Linked DNA regions of Sus scrofa: regions 2 and 3 are each linked to region 1. The links are chromatin contacts, called in public HiChIP or PLAC-seq maps. All regions are on one chromosome and are shown on one strand. Each heading gives the region's core, a stretch centred on a gene start, on an enhancer-like site or on the middle of the called end of the contact. The rest is flanking DNA. Distances are from core to core; before and after follow the strand shown. Region 1 holds the start of ACADS (acyl-CoA dehydrogenase, C-2 to C-3 short chain). Region 2 overlaps SPPL3 (signal peptide peptidase-like 3). Region 3 holds the start of SRSF9 (serine and arginine rich splicing factor 9).

What was found. HiChIP or PLAC-seq counts read pairs in DNA pulled down with a chosen protein or histone mark.
Region 2: an H3K27ac HiChIP or PLAC-seq map of alveolar macrophages shows a contact between it and region 1. The contact joins the enhancer-like site here to the promoter of ACADS in region 1. A contact is called at or near these places in 5 of 5 promoter capture datasets (fetal liver, fetal skeletal muscle, liver and 1 more), 17 of 47 Hi-C or Micro-C datasets (adipose tissue, blood, brain and 8 more) and 2 of 2 datasets of contacts at active chromatin or transcription factors (alveolar macrophages and skeletal muscle).
Region 3: a contact with region 1 is called in an H3K27ac HiChIP or PLAC-seq map of alveolar macrophages. The contact joins the promoter of SRSF9 here to the promoter of ACADS in region 1. A contact is called at or near these places in 1 of 47 Hi-C or Micro-C datasets (embryonic fibroblasts) and 1 of 2 datasets of contacts at active chromatin or transcription factors (alveolar macrophages).

The regions. Positions count from the first base shown.
Region 1 is chr14:40,639,846-40,644,837 of Sscrofa11.1, forward strand. ACADS (acyl-CoA dehydrogenase, C-2 to C-3 short chain) reads left to right here and starts at 3,070. Exons shown (of 10, transcript NM_213898.1): 1 at 3,070-3,119; 2 at 4,444-4,607. The coding sequence starts at 3,074.
Region 2 is chr14:40,842,137-40,847,128 of Sscrofa11.1, forward strand. The region is part of intron 3 of SPPL3 (signal peptide peptidase-like 3); the gene reads right to left. Among named protein-coding and RNA genes, the nearest start is that of HNF1A, 24 kb to the right of the region's middle. Within about 2 kb of position 1,910, at least 6 of the 83 cell types and tissues checked have an H3K27ac peak or open chromatin away from gene starts, as enhancers often do. A contact at or near this core is called in alveolar macrophages, where this site is marked.
Region 3 is chr14:40,431,561-40,436,552 of Sscrofa11.1, forward strand. SRSF9 (serine and arginine rich splicing factor 9) reads right to left here and starts at 2,390. Exons shown (of 4, transcript NM_001195566.1): 1 at 2,175-2,390. The coding sequence starts at 2,362.

The DNA of each region.
Region 1 (4,992 bases), core at 1,820-4,319:
ATTTGTTTCCACTGAGCCACTATGGAAACTCCTTGCCTGCTTTTTATATAAAATTTACATTCATGTTTGAGGTCACAAACAGTACAAGTTAAAAATAAGTCTGGTGCCCTGCGGCACCTAAAGCTCCGTTGGCCTCTGCCCACCAACACCACTCATTTATTTCCCCCTCTCTACTGCTTCTTCTCAGGTAGGAGGTAGAGGGGCCCCTGGGCTGAGAACAGCTGGGACTTTTTAGGCTGAGTAAATTGGGCCTGTTTCTCTTTGACACGTCAAGGAGAAAGTTGATGGCGGGGGCTGAGCTCTGCTGCGGCAGAAAGATAAGATATGACTACATCAGTCACCCCTGGGGTCAAGGAGAGCTCCACAATTACACATGCACAGTAAGAACCCTAGGGCTCAAAAGGGAGCGGGCGCCAGGCCATAATAAGTCCTGATACCATCCTGGCATCCTTTGCTCTGAAATCCATCTTTGCCAAAAGATGCTCACACTTATCAGAGAGGGCCTTGTGCTCAATCAGGTGTGAAAAATAAAACAAGATAATGGTCTAAAGGTAAACAAAGACCTGGAAGAACTGTCCTGTGTAAGTGATTTAGATCACTTCTCTGGCGAGCTCCCCACTCGGGGATGCCCGTACTCCCATTCCTCTTTAGGGTGTGTATTACGTTTTTGTTTTAGACTTAAATAAACTACTATTCTGGGAGTTCCCGTCGTGGCGCAGTGGTTAGCGAATCCGACTAGGAACCATGAGGTTGCGGGTTCGATCCCTGCCCTTGCTCAGTGGGTTGAGGATCCGGCGTTGCCGTGAGCTGTGGTGTAGGTTGCAGACGCGGCTCAGATCCAGCGTTGCTGTGGCTCTGGCGTAGGCCAGTGGCCACAGCTCCGATTCGACCCCTAGCCTGGGAACCTCCATATGCCGCGGGAGCAACCCTAGAAATGGCAAAAAGACAAAAAAAAAAAAAACCCCAAAACAACAACAACAAAAAAAACACTACTATTTTCTGCTCTCCCACATGCTGTACTGTGTCTCTAACAATAAACTTTATATCCATTTCACAGTCTTTGCCTCCCTGAAACACTCTTGCTTTCAACAGGGGGCAAGAATCAGGGAAGTTCTACTTTTAGCCTCTAGCTTGTGTCTAGGATTCCTGGTTTTCATCCAGGCTGCCCAGGTTCAATTCCCGAGCAGAAAACTAAGATCTCGCTCCAAGCCATCACTCATGCCGTTTCTCCAAGATCACTTCCTCTTTTCTTTCACTCAGGGCTGGTGCCTGGGTAGGGCAATAAAAAGTGAAGAAGCCTCAGACAATTTTCCTGTGATAGTCATTCGTTGGCTTTAAAGAACTATATAGATTATGGGCTTTCCTTTGAATGCATTTCTTTTAAATACAAGGTAACATTTGAAAGACTGTCTCATTTTTGATTGATCTACAGGAAGCAGAGCAAAGTACTGAAGGAAGACAGAACTTTTGACATGTGGGTCAGTGCTGGGGACAGACACCTGGCTGAGTTGTGGGGGAAGAAAAGGCAGCTGGAGGGATGTATGGATGCCTGGGTGCACATGGGTCATGCCCGGGAGCCTTGGAAGTCTGACTTATACCTGTGACAATGGAAACCTTTGCTGGACAAGTGAAATTGCCAGTTTCTTGGGCAGGGTGAAGATGTCCATGGTGGATGCTAAGGACCAAAGGCAGGGCACAAGAGCACAGTGACCCCTGTTCCCGAGGGGCCTCTGCCCCACAGGTAGGAGTGAGACCATACCAGGACAGGGAAGCAGCAGTGCCACCCTACCTTCATGCCCTTTGAGGGAAAGAAATCTTCCTCCCAGCAACCCAACTCCCTTGCAACCTCTTGGCACAAGAATAGGCGGGGATTTGATAAGATTTCGGGTGCTACCTACCAGGAATAAATACAATAATGGGATGGAGAGTGTGTGGGAGGAAACACTGGCATCCCGAAGTCAGGGGAGGTCTCAGTGAGTGATGAAGGGAAGGAGCGCTCTAGCTGAGGGAAGGATGACTGCAAAAGGCCAGAGGCAGGAACCTGACAGAGGTGCTGGAGCTGCCCCATGAGTAGGCTCAATAGTACCTGCAGCTGTCCTGCTAAAACTGGGAGGCTACTACATACTGCAGGTAACCACCATTCTTAACCCACTAACAAACTTTATAGCCTACCTTTTTTTTTTTTTTTTTATTGTCTTTTTGCCATTTCTTGGGCCACTCCTGCGGCATATGGAGGTCCCAGGCTAGGGGTCTAATCGGAGCTGTAGCCGCCAGCCTATGCCAGAGCCACAGCAACACAGGATCTGAGCTGCGTCTGCAACCTATACCACAGCTCATGGCAATCCCAGATCCTTAACCCACTGAGCAAGACCAGGGATCGAACCTGCAACCTCATGGTTCCTAGTCGGATTCGTTAATCACTGTGCCACGATGGGAACTCCAGCCTACCATTTTTAATACTCTCCCTTTGAGGCATAATCATAACCAGCTCAACCTGCTTACACCAAACCGACTTGAAATCCCTAGTCGCTTTCTCATCAGTTAAGTCATATAGCACTTGTAATTGCAGCAATCCTAATCCAAACCCCATGAAGCTTTATAGGAGCAACAGCTCTAATAACTGGCCACGGCTTAACATCCTCTATGATATTCTGCCTCGCAAACACTAACTATGAACGCCTACATAGCCGAACCATAATGCTAGCCTGGGGCTTTACAGACATTTTTACTGCGTGAGGTTGGAGCAAGGATAGCAAGTGCGTGGTGGGCGCGGAGTCGGGGAAGTAGAGGGCATAGGCCCCAGAGGGCATCTCACTCAGCTAAACTGGATTTTAGGAGAGATCAGCCCACCCTCGAAGAGTTTAAAAATCCTGAGTGCACTCCGAAAGCGGGACAGTTAAATTTTAGCTCCTGGGAGGGAGGCGGGACTCGGGAGGACCCGCCCCCGATGCCTGAGGGGCGTGGCCTTTGGCTCGCGCCGGCCCCGCCCCCCGCGACCCGGAACCTTGCTCACTGTTGAGAGGTCTCCGGGTAGCAGTGCAGTATTGTCACCTGACTCCGGTCTCAGTCCTTCATGGCTGCCGCGCTGCTCGCCCGAGCCTGCGGCCCTGTCCGCGGAGGTGAGTGCAATCCGCCTCCACACAGTGGGGAGGGACCGCGACCCTGTCCGCCGTCGGGCTTGCGTCCCGGCGATCTGTTCTCCCCTGCGGCCTGCGGGTGATTCTCCTCTGGTTGCGCGCGGCCTTTGCCCCAGTTAGGCTGCTCCTCGCGCCTGCGTAACCTCACCCCTTCTCTGACCGCTATCCCAATTCCCACCGCTGCATCCACATCCCCTTTCCCTCGTTGACCCTCCGCGGAGCTTGAAGGTGCGCCCTTCTTTAGAAGCCAGGCCTGGAATTGAACCCAGACTCTGAATATGTGACCTTTGGCAGACGCTCAGCCCCTGTCAGCCTCAGCTGCCCCATGTCTAAAATGGCCAGTGTATTACTGTTATTCTCATAGGGCTGTTATAAGGATTAAATCCCAGAGTAGGTAAAACACTAGTACAGTGCTGGCATATTACAGGTGCTCAGTAAGTATTAGCGCTCGTTGATGATTTCATGCAGTACCTTTCCCATATTTTCATTTCTCTCCAGCAGTGGCAGCAGTGACACTTGTGGCCAGGGCTTCCTTAGCCTGGTCAAGACCCACTTACCCCAAATACAAACAATAAAGGGAACCCTCATTGAGAGCTGTCTCTGCCAGAGCCTGTGCTGAGTGCTATAGTTAGTGACTCTTTGCCCTCCCAGCCCAGGAGCTGAATGCTGTTTTCTTCTGCATTTTAGAAAAACCCAGGCTCAGTGAGGTTAAGATCCTTGCCTCAGGTCACAGAGCTGTGCTCTTATTATTGGTGTTGTATTGACAACTGAGTCGGATGGTTGTACAAAGTGTTTAGTAAGCAGAGTAAACATTCAGTTCATTTCTCAACAGCAGTGCTATTGATATTTGGAGCCCATAATTCTTTGTTGTAGTATCTGTCCTGTACAGTGTTAAGCAGTGTTTCTGGCCTCTAGACACTCCATACCAATAGCATTCTACTCTGCTATTGGGGGAGAATATCGTCTGTGTTGGAGAACCACCCAGTTAGTGGATCCTTATTATTATTTGTGTTTTTAGAGCCACACTTGTGGCACATGGAAGTTCCCAGGCTAGGAGTCAAATTGGAGCTGCAGCTGCTGGCCACAGCCACAGCCACAGCAACGGGGGATCTGAGCCTTCTCTGCGACCTACACCTCAGCTCATGGCAACACCGGAACCTTAACCCACTGAGTGAGGCCAGGGATCGAACCCGGATTCTCATGGACACTAGTCAGAGGATCCACAGTGGGAACTCTTGTTATTATTATTATTACACAAGACCTCTTGGGTCCCCCTTCCACTGACTCCTGTTCTTCTCACTGGCAGCTCTCTGGCCTCGGGACTGTCGTCGCTTGCATACCATCTTCCAGTCTGTGGAACTGCCTGAGACATACCAGATGCTGCGTCAGACATGCCGGGATTTTGCCGAGAAGGAGCTGGTTCCCATTGCAGCCCAGGTGGACAAGGAACATCGCTTCCCGGAGGCTCAGGTGAGAGTTCCAACCTCAGCAGCCTATGATGGGATCTGCCTTCGGTCCTAGGATGACTGATGACAGTGACAGAGGCACTGAGACTCCTCCAGTCGAGGAACCCTAAGCAGGAGTGGGGTCCAGGGACCCAGCAATTGCTTGGGAAGTTTCTCTTGACCCACTCGAGGCCTATAGCCAGCATGTGACTTCTGGAATAATAATAATGGTAGGTGTTGCTATGCTTACTGTATACCGGGCATTGTGCTGATGATAATAGTTAAGGCTGATAAAATGCCGACCCCATGTTGGGCATTGTTCTGAGTGCCAAGATGGGTTAGCTCATCTCTTTCTCACATTCTCACGTGGTGAAGATGTCTATATACCCTATGGTCCAGTTGATGCAACT
Region 2 (4,992 bases), core at 660-3,159, 200 kb after region 1:
ATGGAACTACCACTAAGGATCTGGCCACAAGCAGCCTGCACTGGATACTGGCGGCCACCTCATACTCCCCACCTATGTAACCTTCAGCCTATGCTTCCAGGGTTTCCATCCAATGTGGGGAAAGCAATGCAAAAAAAAAAAAAAAAAAAAAAAAAAAAAAGAAAAAATCAGAAGTCCCTGTCATGGCTCAGTGGTTAACGAATCTGACTAGGAACCATGAGGTTGCGGGTTCAATCCCTGGCCTTGCTCAGTGGGTTAAGAATCCGGCTTTGCCGAGAGCTGTGGTGTAGGTCGAAGATGCGGCTTGGATCTGGCGTAGCTGTGGCTGTGGCATAGACTGGTGGCTACAGCTCCGACTGGACCCTTAGCCTGGGAACCTCCATATCCTGCAGGTGTGGCCCTAGAAAAGACAAAAAGACAAAAAATCAAATCAAATCAAATCATGGCTTCAGAAGAGATAATGCTCCAGCTCATAAATTAGGAGGTGGGCTCATGGATGATGTTTATTTTGTGATTATGTTTTATAACGTATTTAGGGGTTTTGTCCAAAGGTCACCTCTTCAGTGAAGATTTTTAAGGTTACAGTCTTTACAGTTATACCCCTTATCATTCACTCTGTGCTCCCTTGTACTTCTTTCCTAATTTAAATTTTCCTGGAATACTTACTACCATGTGAGAGATGAAAAGAGTATCAGTTTTTATTTGCATATTGTCTATCGATCTTTCTACAAGGTAAGCTCACAAAGGCAGCAATTAGATCTAAGTTCCTGCTGTACCCTCAGCATCTACAACGGGGACTGGTATCCAGCAGATCCTTCGTAAATGTTTCTGAGAGTTCCCTTGTGGCACAGCAAGTCAAAGATCCAGTGTTGTCACTGCAGTGGCTCGGGTCACCACTAAGGTGCGGGTTTGATCCCTGACCCGGGAACTTCCACATGCCACATGTGAGGCCAAAAAACAAAAAATAAATGTTTTTGGAATGAATATGTTATATGACATGTGTTGAATATTATATAATTAAATGTCTTTTAAAAATGAAAACACACACACACAAATGCCACCGGTGGAGACCTAAAAAGACAAAAGGCAAAAAAAAAAAAAAGAAAAGAAAACAGTTGGTGTTCCAGTCATGGCTCAGAAGAAACAAATCTAACTAGGAACCATGAGGTTGTGGGTTTGATCCCTGGCCTTGCTCAGTGGGTTAAGGATCTGGCATTGCCATGAGCTGTAGCTCCGACTGGACCCCTAGCCTGGGAACCTCCATATGCCTCAGGTGTGTCCCTAAAAATCAAAAAAAGTAAAAGAAAAGAAAACAGTTATTTGGGGTTGCTGTGCCCCAAACATGGGTTGAACACTGTGTATTGTAAGATCTCACTGAATCCCAACAAATCCTCATGATGCAGATGGTAAAACTGAGGTTCAGAGATGCCGGTCCCTTGTCGAAGTTCATAGCTAGGATGTGGTAGAAGCAGGATTTGAATTTAGCAAACACAAGCACCTGGAGTAATCCTGGACAAGCCTGGGCTCAAGAAGCAGTGAGATCCTGGGGGAGGGGAAATGCTCTCCTAAGAAGGGCTGTGTTTAAGAGCTGGAGTTGGCTGGGTGGGGCCTGGTTTTTGCCCTGGGGACTCAGAAGCCAGGAGGAAAAGGCAATGGCACGCAGACTGCTGAAATTTCAGGGCAGCCCAGGGCCTGCTGAGAAATGCTGAGAAGGCAGCTCAGAGCCTTGCAGCCTTACCTCTCCCAGTCCATCCAGAGACCCAGAGGCCCAGAGAGGGCAAGCCATTTGCAGAGGGACACACAGCCAATAAGCCATTGAGGAGCCCTCAAAATCTAAGACTTTCTGAGTCCCAGAGCAGCTCAGGCTGGGGTATCAGTGACGCTGCCAGGGCTGTCACCGTTGCTGCTGTTCTGCTTTTCTCCCATCAGTAGTTTGAGGGACACAGGCACTCGTGCTGGGCTGTCCCCTGCTCCTCTCTGTCCCCTTGAGTGACCCATCTTCAAAACACACCCCCAATTCAGCCATTTTCCTCCGTTGGGGTCTCCGTTGCCTTTCGGCACAATGTCCGCATGCCTTCAGTTTCTAGAACATGCCTTGCTCCTGTCTGCCTCTGGGCCTTCCACTCCACACCCCTCTCAGCTCATCCAGCACTTCCCCAGGAAAGTCCCTTTCTCTGACTCCCTAAACCAGATGGAGTTCCACTTCCCTAGGCTTGCGTAACTCCCCCTGCTTTCATCCACAGAGATGACAGCATTTTGTAATTTCATATCAGCCTCTCCCACCAAACTGTAACCTCGGGAGGGTGAGGAGAGCATCTATTTTCTTTACCACTGCCTGTGCCTGCTGCTTTATTTTTCTTGTTTATAAAATGAGGATGGTGGAGTTCCTGTCATGGCTCAGTGGTTAACAAATCTGACTAGGAACCATGAGGTTTCAGGTTCAATCCCTGGCCTTGCTCAGTGGGTTAAGGATCCGGCATTGCGGTGAGCTGTGGTGTAGGTTGCAGACGTGGTTTGAATCTGGTGTTGCTATGGCTGTGGTGTAGGCTGGTGGCTACAGCTCTGATTCGACCCCTAGCCTGGGAATCTCCATATGCTGCGGGTGTGGCCCTAGAAAAAGGAAAAAAAAAAAAAAAAAAATGGGAATGGGAATGGGAACCACTATGAACTGAAGGTTTGTGGCTCCCCTCACCCCCATTCACTTGTTGAAGCCCTTACTGAAACCAAGCAGGACCCCATTTCTTGTGTTGAGGGAATAAGCCTCAGCCTCCAAGACCTTCCCAGAGTTCCAAAGAGCAGATTCAAACAGTTGCTGTTCAGGGAAGGGAGGGGATGCAGAGACAAGGGAGGAGCAGTCAAGCAACAGCAGTGCAGCCTTGGGGTAGGGACCTGGTTCCCCCTCAAGGAATACCCATAACAATATCTTTGAGCTCTTGGGTCTGCAGAACTCAAACCCCCCAACAATGTTAACGACTTGATGAAGGCTTCTTCCTTACAGAATGAAAGAGGACCACCAGAACCAGTCCTGGAGCCACTGAACACCAGCTTTGAAGAAGAATAAAAGCTTGCATCTACCCTGATCCTTATCTGTGGCCCTATTTTCTACTCCCGAACTATAAAACCACTTCCTAATCTCTCTCCCAAGGGAGGGAACAGTCTTTAAGGCATTAGCTTGCTATGGCTTCTGTTTATTTATTTATTGTAAATAAATTGACTACAGAAAATCTCTGGGTTTTAGGTAGTGGCTGTTTTTTTGTTTGTTTGTTTATTTCTTTGTTTTTGCTTTTTAGGGCCGCACCCGAAGCATATGGAAGGTCCCAGGCTAGGGGTCAAATCAGAGCTACAGCTGCTGGCCAACACCACAGCCACAGCAATGCAGGATCCAAGCTGCGTCCACCACAGCTCATGGCATCCTCACTGGATCCTTAATCCACTGAGCAGGGCCAAGGATCAAACCTGAATCCTCATGGAAACTGTTACCACTGAGCCATGACGGAACTCCCCTGCTGTGGCCTCCTTTGCCTGGCAAAGCAACACCCAAAACTTTTTCACCCAAAACTCTGTTTCTGTGTTTCTATTCAGCATCAGTGGAGAGAGGCCGAGTTTTGGCAACAAATTTTGGGGCCTCTTCCAGGGTTGACTCACGGGCAACCAGCCCAAGGCCCCTCGACTTGATGGATGTTTTGGCATGTAGTGAGCCCATCAACTGTTAAGACTGTCACACACCAGATGTAAGTATTTGCAGAATGAATAAACAAATCTGTTTTGCAGGTTTAAGTTTTTTTTTTTTTTTTTTTTTTGGTCTTTTAGGGCTTCACTCCTGGCATATAGAAATTCCCAGGCCTGGGGTCGAATCAGAGCTGCAGCTGCCAGCCTACACCACAGCCACAGCAGCACCAGATCCAAGCCGCGTCTGCTACTTACAACACAACTCACAGCAACACTGGATCCTTAACCCACTGAGCAAGGCCAGGGATTGAACTTGCATCCTCATGGATACTAGTTGGGTTTGTTAATACTGCGCCACAACACAACTCCCAGGTTTAAGTTCTTACATAACGGTTTTTGTTGGGAGGAGGGGAATCCTATCTTTTGGTGTCAAGAAAGGTGCTATAATCTGTACGTGTCTCCCCCAAATTCACATGTTGGAATCCTAACACCCAGGATGATGGTGATAGATTGGGCTTTTAGGATGTGATTAGGTCAAGGGAGCAGAGCCTTCATAAATGGGATTAGCACGCTTATTTTTTTTCTTCCTGCTTTATTAAGATATAATAGATACAGCACTGTGTAAGTTCAAGGTGTACAGTGCAATGATTTGACTTACATATATCATGAAATGATGACCATAATAAGTTTAGTTTTCTCATCTCATAGAGAAAAAACATTAAAGAAATAGAAAAACATTATTTTTTCCTTGTGACGAGAACTCTTAGGATTTTACTCTTAACATCCTTCATATATAACATACAACGGTGTTAGTTTTATATACATTTTTTTCTTTTTAGGGCCGCACTCATGGCATAGGGAAGTTCCCAGGCTAGGGGGTTGAATCAGAGCTGCAGCTGCCAGCCTACACCACAGCCACAGAAATGCTGGATCCAAGCCGCATCTGTGGCCTACATCTTGTGACTGTAGCTTGTGGCAATGCTGGATCCTTAACCCACTGAGAGAGGCCAGGGATGGAATGTGCATCCTCATGGATGCCAGTCAGGTTCATAACCTGTCAAGCCACAGTGGGCACTCCTTAGTTACATTTATTGTGTTGTACATTACATGCCTACCTATTTCTATGTATGTATAGCTCTTATAACTAAGGTTTATACCCTTTGACTGCCTTCATCCAGTTCCTCCTCCCCATCCCCACCTCTGAAAACCACAAATATGACCTATTTTTCTATTTGTTTTTGAAGTCTAATTGACCTCCAACATGTTTTCAAAATGATCACCATGGTAAGTCTGGTTACTATCCGTTGCCATATAAAGACATTA
Region 3 (4,992 bases), core at 1,140-3,639, 210 kb before region 1:
AATTCCCTCAAGTGTACCTTTTCAGCATGGTTTGGAATATTAAATTGTCAAAACCATTCTTTGGGTACAGTTTCCCCAAAAGAGCTAAACATCCAATAGAGTAATGCTTTTAACTCTTTTCTAGGGTGGTAGAGAAGGAAGCCAAGTTGGTTCTCTTGTATTGACGGGAGAAAGAATGCCATCAGGGGTTGGGAGGACAAGCAGAACCAAAGATGGACTAATGAAGGCATCATTCGGTTGTCACAAGCACATAATCACTTACCAAGATTCTAGTCACAGGATTAAAAGCAAGGAGGACCACAACCAGCTCAACCCTAGCTATATTCAAAATATAGTGGGAGAGAGGCAGAACTGCTAGGGTTTAAGATCTCACTATGAATAAAAATTGATCTCAGTTCAAATCATTCTTCTGCTACCTACCAGGCTGTGTCTAGGTAAGTATGTGATCAAGATTTTACAATTAGGAGTTCCCGTCGTGGCGCAGTGGTTAACGAATCCGACTAGGAACCATGAGGTTGCGGGTTCGATCCCTGCCCTTGCTCAGTGGGTTAACGATCCGGTGTTGCCGTTAGCTGTGGTGTAGGTTGCAGACACGGCTCGGATCCTGCGTTGCTGTGGCTGTGGTGTAGGCCAGCAGCTACAGCTCTAATTCGACCCCTAGCCTGGGAACCTCCATATGCCGCAGAAGCGGCCCAAAGAAATAGCAAAAAGACAAAAAAAAAAAAAAAAGATTTTAAAATTAAACGTGAGTAATATGGCCTGTCTCATAAGGTTTTTTATAAGGATTAAATAAGATACTATGTGTGGAGTGCTTTGCTTGAAACTTGGCATTTAGTAATATCAAAAGGTAACTTTTCTACTATGAAAGGAATGAAGGAAGAGATGACAATGAGGCATGTCATATAGTAAGACTGTATTCAAAGGAGCAGAAGAGGGGAGTCAAATTCTACCTTCCCTTAGTAGTCCTCTCTTTTATCAATTCTAAATCCTCAGTTTCCTCATCTGTAAAATGTGATTAAAAGCACCCATTTTATAGGCTGTTGAAAATGCTAAATAATACATAACATGGTGTATGACACATAGCATCAGTTAAAAAAAAAAAATCCTAGAACTGTATTACTAATTAATAGAACTGCAACCTTTTCCACCTTAGGTGTGAAGATGCCTAGTTTCACTTTTGAGGCAAATGATAAGACACTAGGGATGAACTGTCAGAATCTTCAGCCATCAAAACCTCAAGATGCGTCCTGCCTCCCCATCTCCCGAGGCTCCCCTTGCCTCCTACCACCACCCCGGACCCAGGGGCAGTCTTCGGAGTGAAGCCCACAGGGCACAGACTAGGCAACGTGCTTCCTGAGACAATGCTAAAAAATGGAGAACGGGTTTGGATTTACCCCGAGTGAGGTAAGCAGCACAGTGCAGTGACTTCTAAGAACCACCAACCTCAGTTTTGAAAGTCCTCAGGCCTTTTCTGGGCCAAGGGCCGACACTCTTTACAAAACCAAAGATTCCTTCGAGCTGGTTTCAGGATCGAGAGCTTCCAACTCCCCGGGGCCCTTAGCATCCAGAGTTGCCTCCCGCAATAGAGAAGACAGAGTGACATCAGAGATGCCAACAGACTGTTTTAGAAGTTTCCCCAAATCCCTGATGCTTTTATAAGAACGAGTCCCTGAGGCTGGCGATCTGTTCCATCAAAAGCCCCCTCGAAAGGCATCCATACTCCCGCACCAAGCTCCCTGCCAACGGAGAGTTCCAGCTGGGGGTGGGGTGGCCAGGGAGGGCGACCGACTACTTCTGCTCCTCACCCAGTCCTCTCCCGGGCCAGCTCAGGGGCCAAGCTTCTCAAGCCTTGGGCCGCTACCCGCGAAGGGTGCTTGTCCGGCTGTGAGGGAGAGAACGCCCGTCTGTACTATCGCGGAGGCCTGTCTGGGCGGGCTTGGGTCCTCACAAGGTCCGCCTTTTATGTTTTTAAGTAAAGTAAAAAATAATAACAGAGGAAGTGACGACGGATTAAAGGACGGCCCAGAGTCCCGCGGTGAGAGGCCTCAGCCTCCACCCGGGGGCGCCGTGAAGGGTCTACGGCGCGGAGGGAGGGGAGGCCCGGGAAAGGGATGGGGGATGAGGGAAGGAGGGGGCACAGGGCCTTAGGCCGGCGGGCGGTGCGGGGGCCTCACCGGGGGTCCTCAAAGCGCACGAAGGCGAAGGGCACGAGGCCGTGCCGATTCTTGAGCTCGATCTCGCGGATACGGCCGTACTTGTAGAACAGGTCCTCCAGGTCCTTCTCGCGCACGTCTGTCGGAAGGTTCCCCACGTAGATGCGCCCGTCGCCCTCGCCGCCGCGTTCGTCCGCCCAGCCCGACATCCGCACCGCCCGACGCCGCGGGCCCGCCGCAGCCCACGTCGCCGCCGCCGCCTCAGCCGGGGTCCCCCCGCAGCGTCCCCGCGGGCTCGGAGGCACTCAGCCGCACAGCATTGTGGGAAGGCGAGCGGAAGCGAAGGGGTCGGAGGAGGCAAAAGGAACCCTCTTAAAGGGGACGCGGCCACAACGACTGCGCGTGCGTGCAAGCCGGCGCCCCCTGTAGGTGCAAAGTGGGACCCTGGCGGCTGGAGAGAGCGAGACCTTGGAGTCGGGCGTTTTGGATTCACTTCAGTCACTCGCCAGCTGCGTGGACTTGGGCAAGTGACTCAGGCTTCCTGGGCCTCAGTTTTCTCCCTATGTAGCGCTGTCTACCTCATAGGCTTTTGTGAGCACTTACTGATATGACGAGGGTGTAGAAACCAGGGCAACCCCCGCGGGCCGTCACTCCGCGTGCGGGGCGCCGGAGAGAGGAAGTCGGCCGGGGCCTCAGGGCGACCCCCCAGCAGCCATCGCGGCCCTCAGCCTCAGGTCTGTAGCCTTCCGGGCCACCCTGTCCCTATTTTACTGTTGCTTAGAACTAAGGGTGTAAGGCGGGCTAAAATGGATGTGAGGGACCTGAGGTGGGCCCGGTAGCTTGGACTCGAAGCTTATCGGAGACTAGGAGGAAGTAAAAGAAACAAAACTATAGCGACCGTCACTATAGAGTGCTTCTCAAGATCTGTGCTTTTAATCCTCACCCAGCATGGAGGGATTGCAATGTCACAGGTGAGAAAACGTGTGTATCCTAATGGGGTTGGGTTTAGAACCCATGGCTACGCTTCCAGCCTGCGCGCTGAGTCCTTCAGAAGCTCAGGAGCTTAAGGTAGTCCCGTACTTTGGAACGTTTCCACATTTACATTCCATAGTGCAAAGCACTGACGTTAAAAGAGTGAGGCCTTGGAGTTCTCCATCCTGACTCAGCGGAAATAAATCTGACTAGCATCCATGAGGATGCAGATTTGATGCCTGGCCTCGATCAGTGGGTTAAGGATCCAGCGTTGCCCTGAGCTGTGGTGTAGGTCGCAGACGTGGCTGTGGTGTAGGCCTGCAGCTGTAGCTCCGATTTGACCCCTAGCCTGGGAACCTCCATATGCCACGCGTGTAGCCCTTAAAAAAAAAAAAAAAAGAATGAGGCCTTGCATCTAAAGAGTCTTGATCTAGAAAGATGTTTCATGTTGAAAATGAAACCTCTGAATTGTTGGATGGGTAGATATGTGAGAAAGTAAACGCAGCAGAATGTTAACTGTAGAATCTAGATGACGGGTGTATTCAGTGTGTTCCCTGTACCATTCTTTCAACCCTTCTGTATATTTGAAAACTTTCCTAATAAAATGCGGGAGAAGTTCCTGTCCTGGCTCAGTGGAAATGAATTTGACTAGTATCCATGAGGATGCAGGTTCCATCCCTGGCCTCGCTCAGTGGATTAAGGATCCCGTGGTTGCCCTGAGCTGTGATATAGGTTTCGGACTGGGTTTAGATCTGGCATGGCTGTGGCTGTGGTGTAGGCTGGCAGCTACAGCTCTGATTTGACCCCTAGCCTGGAAACTTCCATATGCTGCCAGGCGTGGCCCTAAAAAGCAATGAGTAAACAAACAAAATGGGGGGAGTTAGGAAATATAAACATATTCCATTAGTGCCAGCAGAAGCAAGAGAATAAAACCCAATATTTAATCTCAATGTAGTTGATTTGTAGTTATACCATCTCTTAGCCTTTAAAAATCAAACAAACAAGAGTTCCCACTGTGGTGCAGCAGGATTGGTGGTGTCTCTGGAGCTCTGGGATGCAGGTAAAATCCTCAGCCCTGCACAGTGGGTTAAAGGATCTGGTATAGGTCGCAACTGAGGCTGGGATCTGAGTCTTGGGAACTCCATATGCTGCCAAAAAAAAAAAAAAAAAAATCAAACAAATAAACAAAAAATTCAGAGTTCCCTGTGGCCTAACAGCTAAGGATCCGGCATTTTCACTCCTGTGGCTCCAGGTTGGATCCCTAGCCTGGGAACTTCCACATGCCACAAGTGTGGTAAAAAAAATATTAGTCATCCACACATAACTATTAGTGTATAATAGCCTTTTTGGAAGACAGATTGATGGTATATATCAGGCCCCGACCATATTCATATACCTCTTGATCCAGTAATTGCACTATAGGATTTTATCACAAGGACATAAATTCTCAATAAATTTTGTATGTTCATTGCATTTTGAGCAATTAAAAACATTAAACCTTGATAATAAGGGAGTGGTTCAAACAATAATATTGAATGTTAAGTATTAAATGTTTTGAAGTATATTAAGTTCATGCTAATTTAGTTATAATTAAAATGAGTTTAAAGTGGTGTACATATACACATATAAGTATATATTCTGAAGGAATCTATTAAACTGGTCAAAGAATGCCATTGTGGGGACTTTCAGTTTAAGTGTCATACATCTCAGTAAAGTTGAAGATTGTTATTGCAACTGTGTTTCATTTTTATATTCTGGGGGGAAAAAAAGGAAATGTTATGCCTTTATTATTCAGTTCTGTACAAGAGAATACATCGTTTTCATTGCTTGTAACAAAAAAAAAAAAAGAAGAAGAAGAAAATAACCT